Linked DNA regions of Sus scrofa: region 1 is linked to region 2. A link is a contact called in public HiChIP or PLAC-seq data. All regions are on one chromosome and are shown on one strand. Each heading gives the region's core, a stretch centred on a gene start, on an enhancer-like site or on the middle of the called end of the contact. The rest is flanking DNA. Distances are from core to core; before and after follow the strand shown. Region 1 overlaps LOC110256106 (a long non-coding RNA gene). Region 2 has its middle 11 kb from the start of TM4SF5.

The links. HiChIP or PLAC-seq counts read pairs in DNA pulled down with a chosen protein or histone mark.
Region 1: a contact with region 2 is called in an H3K27ac HiChIP or PLAC-seq map of alveolar macrophages. The contact joins two enhancer-like sites. A contact is called at or near these places in 1 of 47 Hi-C or Micro-C datasets (epiblast stem cells) and 1 of 2 datasets of contacts at active chromatin or transcription factors (alveolar macrophages).

Annotation. Positions count from the first base shown.
Region 1 is chr12:52,363,372-52,368,345 of Sscrofa11.1, forward strand. All of the region lies in intron 4 of LOC110256106 (a long non-coding RNA gene), which reads right to left. Among named protein-coding and RNA genes, the nearest start is that of ALOX12, 36 kb to the right of the region's middle. Within about 2 kb of position 2,275, at least 41 of the 83 cell types and tissues checked have an H3K27ac peak or open chromatin away from gene starts, as enhancers often do. A contact at or near this core is called in alveolar macrophages, where this site is marked.
Region 2 is chr12:52,126,322-52,131,394 of Sscrofa11.1, forward strand. No RefSeq gene overlaps it. Among named protein-coding and RNA genes, the nearest start is that of TM4SF5, 11 kb to the left of the region's middle. Within about 2 kb of position 1,565, at least 9 of the 83 cell types and tissues checked have an H3K27ac peak or open chromatin away from gene starts, as enhancers often do. A contact at or near this core is called in alveolar macrophages, where this site is marked.

The DNA.
Region 1 (4,974 bases), core at 1,025-3,524, 240 kb after region 2:
AGGGTGTGGAAAAAAGGGAGCCCTCTCATACTGTTGGTAGGAAGGTAAATTGGTGCAGCCACCATGGAAAACATTATGGAGTTAAAAGAACTAAAAATAGGAGTTCTCATTGTGGCTCAGTGGGTTAAGGACCCAATGCAGCCTCTGTGAGGAAATGGGTTCCATCCCTGGCCTCGCTCTGTGGGTTAAGGACCCAGCATTGCTGCAAGCTACACTGTAGGTCGCAGATGCACCTCCGATCCAGTGTTGCCGTGGCTGTGGCATAGGCCTGCAGCTGCAGCTCCCATTCGACCCTTAGCCTCCAATTCGACCCATATGCCACAGGTGCAGCCATAAAAAGAAAAACAAAAACAAAAACTAAACTAAAAATAGAGCTACCATATGATCCAGCAATCCCACTCCTGGGTATACAGCCAGAAAAAACCAAAAACTCTAACTCAAAAAAATAGATGCACAGGTTTTCACCATTCTCTAATTTGCTGAATAAATATAGCATGGCTAGACTTTTTTCTGCAAGACAAAATACTCCCTGTCCACTGCAGAAAAGGTAGGGAATTTGGATAAACAAAAAAGGAGAAAAAATAATATAAAAATCATCCCAAATCCTCCCACCAAGACATGTGACCTTTTCTGCACATTTTCTTTTTTTCTGTGTAACCACAGAGGAGACCTACAGTGCTTGCTCCTCCTTCGGGAGGAATTTCCCCTCTTACCACCCCAGCTGCTCATGCTGCTGAGTTTATACCGTCAGCGCCACCCCTCAGGTCACTGGATGAGGCATCCTGCCTGTATTAGTCAGGGTTTAGTCAGGAAAGCAGACGCCACCCTGAGTTTTTCAAACCAAATAAAGGAAATGGGTTCCACAGGAAATGGAAAAGCTGAGAGGCCAAACAGAGGATGGCGAGGCGACTGGAGGTTCACGAGGGTCAGGAGCAGCTGCTGCCCCAGGGCTGAAGGGACGGCGGGAGAAGGACGTTTTATCAGAACACAGAGGTTGGGACCAGCCAGAAGGAGCCAGAAGCAAGGAAAGGGATTTCCAGGGAGGTGGACCCATAGCAGGAAGGTCTGTTTTTTTTTTTTTTTTTTGGCAGGGGGGAACAGGAGACTTCAGAAAAGAGAAGCAGTCGTAGTCAAGGACCTCACAGGAAGAGACAAAGCAGGGAGGACCCCCTAGCCTTTCCCCTCTCCTATTCTCCAATCATCTGCCACTGTCTTCCTTTGGCCGAAGCTACCCAGAAGGTTCTGACCAGAGGAGGACAGGAGAGGGGATGGGAGTGAATGCACATAAGCAATTGGCCAGCAACTGTCTAAGAGCAACCGATCAGCTGGCCAGCCACACGCCATCACCGATTCTTACCAAAAAGGTTCACGCGGACTCTAACCAAGAGGAAATAATCAAGAGTTCCTGTCGTGGCTCAGTGGGTTCAGAATCCAATATAGTGTCCCTGAGGATGTGGGTTCGACCCCTGGCCTCGCTCAGTGGGTTGAGGATCTGGCATTGCCGCAAGCTCTGACAGAGGCCACAGGTGCGGCTCAGACCCGTTGTTGCCATGACTGTGGTGTAGGTTGCAGACACAGCTTGGATCCTACATGGCTGTGGCTGTGGCCGGCAGTTATAGTTCCGATTCAACCTCTAGCCTGGGAACCTCCATATGCCACAGGTTCAGCCCTAAAAAGATAAAAAAAAAAAAAAAAAAGGAAAATGCCATGATGTCTTCAACTAACTGCACACATTTATATAAAGCGCAATCAAGCAAAGTGGCAAGTGTTAAAATTGGTGACTACGTGAGGAGTCTACAGGCATTTGGTCTATTATTCAGGCAACTATCCTGAAAGTGTAACATTTTTCAAACTAAAAACTTGAGGGAAAAAATAGGCTTTGACCACTGGCATGAGGTGAAAAGATGAACTGAACCAACTAGTTCTTAGGCATTTGAACCTAAAAATACAAAAGAGAACTTACCGGTTAGCAATAAATTTGGAGCTAACAGAAAAACACGAGTGGAGTTACGGCAAAGAGCAAACTAAAATTATGCGCGAGTCAAAATTATGCGGTAGGAGAAAAGCTATGGCAAATTGCAAAAATAGCTGCCAAGTAATCTTTCCACTTCTCCCATTAAGAGGGGAAGTCTGTTTCTCCTCCCTGTCATCTGAATTCGCTTTGGTCAACAAAATCCAGCGGAAGTGACACAGTGCCAGCTCTGGACCTGGGGCTTAAGGGACCTGACAGCTTCGGCTTGAGTTCTCCTCAAGCACTGAGTCACCAGGAAAAATAGCTCCCCCCGGAGAGATTGGTCCAGCTGAGCCCTCGCTGGTCTAGACACTGTAGCTGAGAAGCCACACACGTGAGTGAAGCCATCAACGTCACTCAGCCCCAGTCAGGCTGACCCAGCCAACACTCGATGGAGCGGGACTGAGCCGTTCCCGCCGATCCCTTCCCAAATCACAGCATCGAGAGCCAATAAATAAAAGGCGATTGTTGCTTTAAGCCAAAGAATTTGGGGGAGGTTCACCGTAGAACCAATAGAGAGCAGAGGAGACAGACAGGGACGCAGAGATGCCTGTAGGGAAAGTGAAAAACTTCCTGGGTTTGATCCTTCCAGTTCATTCCACACATAGACGCAAAACAATCCCCACCCCTCTCTCGAGTTAAATCAAGCAGATCTCTGTTCCCGGCAGCAGAGCCGGACACAAACGGTCCCTCCCGCCCTTTCTCTGTGCAGGTGTTTTCCTTTTTCAAAGATTCTGGATGAACATCTCTTCGTTCTGCTGGTGCCCGTTCATCTCCTTATTTATTGAGTGATAGCACCTGCTGTTTACAATGGGTCATTGTGAAATGCAGCGCATAAATAGGAGGGGGGGTAAACTAATTAGTGCCACTTCAATAACAGCGCAAGCTACCAACCACCCAGTGTGAGATATAAAACATTTCCAGTCTTTTCAAAGCCTCTGTTTACGCCTCAGTTGCAGTCTTTACCCTCAGCGCTAACCGCTGGGATGGTTATTGCGTTGGTCATTCCAATTTTTCCTTTCCATTTCCACCTAATTTGCACCCCTAAATATTACTTTGTTTTGGAAACCTGAGTAGCAAGCACCAGTCAAGGAGGGCGAGGAAGAGGTGATCCTGCCACCGTTGAAGGAGAAGAGAAGCTGAACCGACTCTGGGCCACTGTCTGGCTTCAGCTTCCCGGAGCCTTTACAAGAGCCTTAATGGGAAAATCATTGAGTAAGACGATGAGTAACCCCGGGCATCAGGCTCAGCAGTTGAGACATGTGGCAGCACCGCAGCACGGGCCAGGGTTTAGGTGTCTGGCTGGGATACAGTCAGAGGGAGGGGCTCCTCTGTGTTTTCTGTTCACATGACTTGTGCTCCAACTCCTCAAAGAAGTCAGGAGTTCCCATCGTGGCTCAGTGGTTAACGAATCCAACTAGGAACGAGGAGGTGACGGGTTCGAGCCCTGGCCCTGCTCAGTGGGTTAAGGATCCAGCGTTGCCGTGAGCTGTGGTGTAGGTCACAGAGTGGCTCGGATCCCATGTGGCTGTGGTTCTGGCGTAGGCTGGCGGCTACAGCTCCAATTTGACCTCTAGCCTGGGAACCTCCATATGCCGGGGGAGCGGCCCTAGAAAAGGCAAAAAGACAAAAAAAAAAAAAAAAAAAAAAAAAAAGTCAAAGCAGAGCATTTGTAGACAAACATCCACAGCAGATCACGCATGAGTAATCAGCACGTTGGGGAAGTTCAGAGAAAAACTGGGGCCTGTCTCTCTGAACACCCTGTCCTTGATTTAAAAGTCCACCTGATGGCACAGGGGCAGAGGGGGGCAGCTGCCCTCCATTTGTCTCTCTCTCTGGGGTCACGCTGCTTCAATCCGCAATGGTTTCCTTCTGCAACTAGCGCAGCTGTCATCCTGGAGCCCCCAACACCCTCACCTCAAGGACTCCCCTCTCCTTTCTCCTGCGTCAGATCCCTACCTGTTGTGTCCCACACCTTCCTCTTGGTTTATTCTCTCGTTAAAAAAACACAGGGATGTTGTGAGAAAATCCAGGGAGAATGTGAGAAAAAGAACGTATATACATGTACAACTGGCTCACGTTACTGTACAGCAGAAATGGACACAACATTGTAACTCAACTATTTAAAAAAACAACACAGCTGCTGAGAGTGTGCACTGTTGCTCAGTGGGTTAAAAACACAACTCCGTTGTCCATGAGGATGCAGGTGCAATCCCTGGCCTTACTCAGTGGGTTAAGGATCTGGCTTTGCCACAAGCTGCAGCATAGGTCTCAGATGCAGCTCAGATCTTGCGTTGCTGTGGCTGTGGTGTAGGCTGGCAGCTGTAACTCCAATTCCACCCCTAGCCTGGGAACCTCCATATGCCTAGGGTGCGCCATTTAAAAAGAAAAAAAAAAAAAGCCTCTGGGAGTTCCCACTGTGGCACAGTGGGTTAAGAATCCTACTGCAGCAGCTCAAGACACTGTGGAGGCATGGATTCCATCCCCTGCCTGGTACAGTGCATTAAAGGATCCGGCATTGACACAGCTACAGCTCAAATTCAGTCAATCAGTGGCCCAGGAACTTCCATATGCTGCAGGTGCAGCCATAGGAAAGAAAAAATCCCCCCACACACAGCCTCCAGAGTTCCCTGGCTGTGCAGGGGGTTAAAGATCCAGCATTGCCACGGCTGTGGCTCAGGTCACTGCCATGGCATGGGTTTGATCCCTGGCTGGGGAACTTCTGCATGCTGCAGGCATGACCAAAAAAACCCAAGAAACAAAACAAAACACAGCCTCCAGTAGCTTCTTCAGAAAGGCCGCATGGGAGGGAAATGCTCGGAGATCTTGACACCACAGCTACAGCAACTCGGGATCCGAGCCACGTCTTTGACCTACACCACAGCTCATGGCAACGCCGGATCCTTCACCCACTGAGCGAGGCCAAGGATCAAACCTGCAACCTCATGATTCCTAGTCGGATT
Region 2 (5,073 bases), core at 315-2,814:
AGACTGTGGACTTTGGGTAGTTAGGATACGTCAGTGTAGGCATTGTAACCAGTGTACCCCTCTGTGGGGGCCTGTCGATAGTGGGGGAGACCCCGCATGCGTGGGGCAGTGGGGACATGGGACTTCCTGTACTTTCTGTTCGCTTTTGCTGCTCTGTGACCCTAAAACAGCTCTAAAAATAAGACCTTTTTTTTTTTTTTTTTTTGCTTTTTAGGGCCATACCCTTGGCATATGGAGCTTCCCAGGCTAGGGAATCACATTGGAGCTACAGCCTCTGGCCTGCACCACAGCCATAGCAACACAGGATCCAAGCTGCACCTGCAACCTACACCACAGCTGGCGGCAACGCCGGATCCTTAACCCACTGAACAAGGCCAGGGATTGAACCCGCATCCTCATGGATACCAGTGAGGTTTGTTTCCGCTGCGCCACAATGGGAACTCCCCCGAAAAACATTTTAAATCAAGGATGTGAGGTGATGGGTGTTAACTTCCAGTTGTAATCATTTTGCAACACGTACATGTGTATATCAAATCATTATGTTGTACACTCAAAATCTACGCAGTGTTGGAGTTTCTCGTGGTGCAGAGGGTAAAGCATCCAGTGTTGTCACTGCAGCAGCTTGGGTCACTGCTGTGGCACAAGTTTGATTCCTGGAACTTCTGTGTGCGTGCCATAGGTAAGACAAAAAAAAAAAAGTTCGGGAGTTCCCAGCGTGGCTCTGCGATTAATGGACCTGACTAGGATCCATGAAGATGTGGGTTTGATCCCCGGCCTCACTCAGTGGGTAAAGGGTTGCTGTGGCTGTGGTGTAGGCCGGTAGCTGCAGCTCTAATTTGACCCCCTAGCCTGGGGCCCTAAGAAAACACAACAAAACAAAAAAAGCTTCAACTGACAACCAGAGACTTTTTAGAAGGGAAATATTCCTCAGATGGTGAAGAGTGTTTGAATCCATATTTTGCAGTAGACACCCTGCAAATATAGCCCTTCAGTATTTCCCTTCCTTCTCAGAGCCGAAAGCCCCAGAGCCCAAGCCTGCTGCCCCTGCTTCGCCCTCCGCTATATGTTTGTGCTGAGTAGACACAGAGATGCCAGCAAAAAATGCATGCTGCTCTCATGTTTACACGACCCCGGAAGTTTTGGGGAATAGATTCTGTAAGCAGGAAGAGGTGGCGTTTCCTGAGAAAAGGCCTCAGCTCTGCAGGGATTAGGGAGGAGGGGGGAAGAGGCGGCGAGCTGGGAAGGAAGAGCCGTCCGTGAACCCTCTGCCAGCGAGACCCAGTCCTGGGTGCGGCGCAAGGACAAGGTCGCTGGAGCAGGTGCGCCACGCCTGGGGTCTCTCTCTCCAGGGGAAGATGATCTAACTGTGGCTGTGAACATTGCTTAGCTCCTTGTAACGGGAGGCTAGCAAGGCGGGCTCCTGAGCAGGGGAGGGTCACTTCCTGGTCAGTGTCACTAAGAGGCATCAGTCACCACATCCGCGTCAAGGAAGCGATGGGGCAGCCCAGCTGGGAACACGTGGTGCTCTGTCCCCTCCGGAGGTCCCCTCCATGGGTCTCCAGAGGGTCGTTAGAGACATTCTGTGGGCCCATGAGAGGGGGCTTTTCCGTGGTCCCCCTTTCCCTTGAGCTAACCTGGGCCATGTGTTCATTTGCCACGGCTGCCATCACCAAGTGCGGTGGACGGTGGACGGGGTGACTTAGCGGTATTTATTTCCCACAGTTCTGGAGGCTGGAGGTCTGAGATCAAGGTATAGGATTGGCCTCTTCTGAGGCCCCTTTCTTCGGCTTGTAGATATGGTGGCCATCTCCCTGTGTCAACACATGATCTTTCTTCTCGATGGCTGTGTCAGAGTCCTCTTTTTATAAGGACATTGGTCATATTAGATTAGAGTCCCGTGTAATGACCTCTTTTTGACTTAATTACCTCTTTAAAGATCCTGTCTGCAATGACAGTCACGTTCTGTGGCTCGGAAGGTTAAGACTTCAGCCTATGATTTTGGGGAAGATAAACAGTTAAACCCTTAACAAGCAGATAAATCTCCCTCCCAACCACAGAGCAAGATTAGAACAATAATAATAACCTCCATCTGTAACTCCCAATTTTATCAGCATTATCAGAGGAAGAAAGAGATATGCTTAATTTCTTGATTGCACTGGGGGGACTCACAGTGTGTTAGTTTACTCCTTTTTTCTTTTTTGGCCACCCACGGGCATATGGCGTTCCCAACTTCGACAATGCCGGATCCTTAACCCGCTGTGCCAGCCCCGGGGATTGAACCTGCATCCCAGCGCTGCAGAGACACCGCCAGTCCTATCACACCACAGCAGGAACTCTGATTTTCTTCTTGACTTCAAGTCAAGAAATACAAGTTAAGAATACTTTTGAGGCATTCCCATCGTGGCTCAGTGGTTAACGAACCTGACTAGTATCCATGAGGATTCAGGTTCGATCCCTGGCTCAGCAGGTTAGGGATCCCGCATTGCTATGGCTGTGGTGCAGGCTGGCAGCTACAGCTCTGATTCGACCCCTAGCCTGGAAACCTCCATATGCTGTGGGTGCAGCCCTAAAAAGACAAAAAAAAAAAAGAAAGAAAGAAAGAAAGAAAGAAAGAATACCTTTGAAAATATTAAGGGGGAAGCAGTAGGGAAATTTAAAAGTAGAATATATGCCTTCCACAGTTCTAGAGAAGATAAAAGCAAAGGTAATCCATCTAGCAGAACATAAAGCATAAAGGGAGCCTAAGAAACAGAAAGCATAAAATAAGATGACTAATAGGACTTCCCTGGTAACTTGGGGTTAAGGATCTGGCATTGTCACTACTGTGGGTCAGGCTGTAGCTGTGGCGTGGTTTCAGCCCTTGGCCTGGGAACTTCCCCATGCCATGGGCATGGCCAAAAAAAAGAAGACTTATGACACCAAACATGTAGATCAAAACAGTTCCCGTAATATCCCGTAAACTCCTCTCTAAAACAAAAGTAATGTTTTCAAAGTAAGCTAACTGGCAAAAATCTGTCAACAGTAGTTGCCACAGGGGAGGGAAAGAGGGCAGTGGGAGACAAAAGGGAGACAAATGATTTTTCACTTTTATGAAAAGGTGCTATTAGACCTTTTGAATTTTATTATGTTTTGCTTTTTCAAAATAATAAATGCATAATTAAACCGTATCGTATAGATAGTGTTTTGTTACGTGTTCATTTTATATCGATACAGGGTATATTTACAATGGTTGTATAATAGCCATAAACCTTCAGGCAGGAAATCATGTGTGGAAATATAGAAAGTTAAAATACTTAGAAGCAGACGAGATAACTATGTATAGATCTTTATAGCTATATTTAGCCATCTAGACTAGAAAATATACTAGTGGTGAGAAACCAGCATAACTCAGCAGTCTTTGACAGATGAAGTAAGAAAAAATAACCAAAGGTACAAAGGTATTGAGAATTTAAATGGCAAGGTGATTGATTCATTAGCCACTCATTCAGCAAATATTTATTGAATATATGACGTGTGCCAGGCCCTTTACTGGACATAGACATACAGCAGTAAATGAAGTTTCCATTCTGGGGCTTGCATTCAAATGATATTTATTGAACTTTGTATCTCATAAATGGAGAACACACCTTTTTCAATGCCAATGAAACACTGATAAATATTGATAAAATATGAGGCTCTGAAGGAACTACCAGATATCTCCAACTTGAAATTTTATTGGCTACCATCTCTGACCACAGTACAATAAACCAGAAACTTTACAAAATGCTGAATAAAACCTCACCTCAAAAAACCCCCCAAACAGTCCTAAATAATTCTGTGATTACCGAGAAAATCCAAATTGCCAACACAGATGATTATAAACAGTTAATGAGAATGTATCACGGCAAAACTTGAAGAATGGGCGTAAATGATACCAGATTCCCGAGTGCTCATGATTCGCACTTCCAGTTGGTGCCAGAGACTTTTCATTCATTATCTTAGGTACTCCTCAAAACAGATAAAGCATAGAGCCCCTTAAAGTAGACACTTGAAAAAAATTTGCTCAAGGAGTGTGTGTGGCTCAGAGAGATTAGGTAACTTGCCTAAAACCACACAGCTGAGACTTGTACTCAGGCATGGCTGACTCTTGTGCTTGTAATTTTTATTTTTATTTTATTTCTTTGTTTTTTAGGGCTGCACTTGTGGCATATGGAGGTTCCCAGACTAGGGGTTGAATTGGAGCTACAGCTGCTGGCCTACACCACAGCTCACAGCAACTCCAGATCCTTAACCCACTGAGTGAGGCCAGGGATCAAACCCGCAACCTCAAGGTTCCTAGTCGGATTCGTTTCTGCTGCACCACCACAGGACCTCCTTGTGCTTGATGTGATTGCTGTGATCAGCATGATGGGTGAAGGAGTTCCTCTGTGGCTCAGCAGGTTAAGAACCTGACTAGTATCCATGAGGATGCGGGTTTGATCCCTGGCCTCCCTCAGTGGGTTAAGGATCCGGTGTTGCTGCAAGCTGTAAGTTGCATCTGTAGGTCGCAGATGCGGCTTGGATCTGGTGTTGCTGTGGCTGTGGCATAGGCTGGCGGCTGCAGCTCTGATTCAATCCCTGGCCTGGGAACTTCCGTATACTGCAGGTGCAGCCCTAAAAAGACCAAAAACAACAACTACAAAAAACGCCATAATGGGTGAAACATGCAGAGGGGGACGAGCCATTGATTTAAACTGGCTTTATCCAAAAACCTGTCTTCCCAGGCTTCTGGCTTCCCTGCCTGTTCTGTCTTCCTTCCCTCTCTCCTTTCTTTCACACAACAAAGCTGCACTGAGTCTGTACTGTGTGTTAGGCGTTGTTCACCATGCTGGGGATTCGGTGGGGAGAGGCCAGCAATAAACAGGTAGAAGAAAAAGCACACGAGATAGAGGTTGACCGGCAGGTACCGCGGGCTGTTTTAGGGAGGCCAGGGGAGGTCTCTCTGCAGCATGGCCTTCAGGACGGAAGTGGGGTTTGGGGGGAAGAGCATTCCAGTGAGGCAACCGCCAGTGCAAAGGCCCGGAAGAACCGGCCCGGCTCCTATAGGCACAGCGA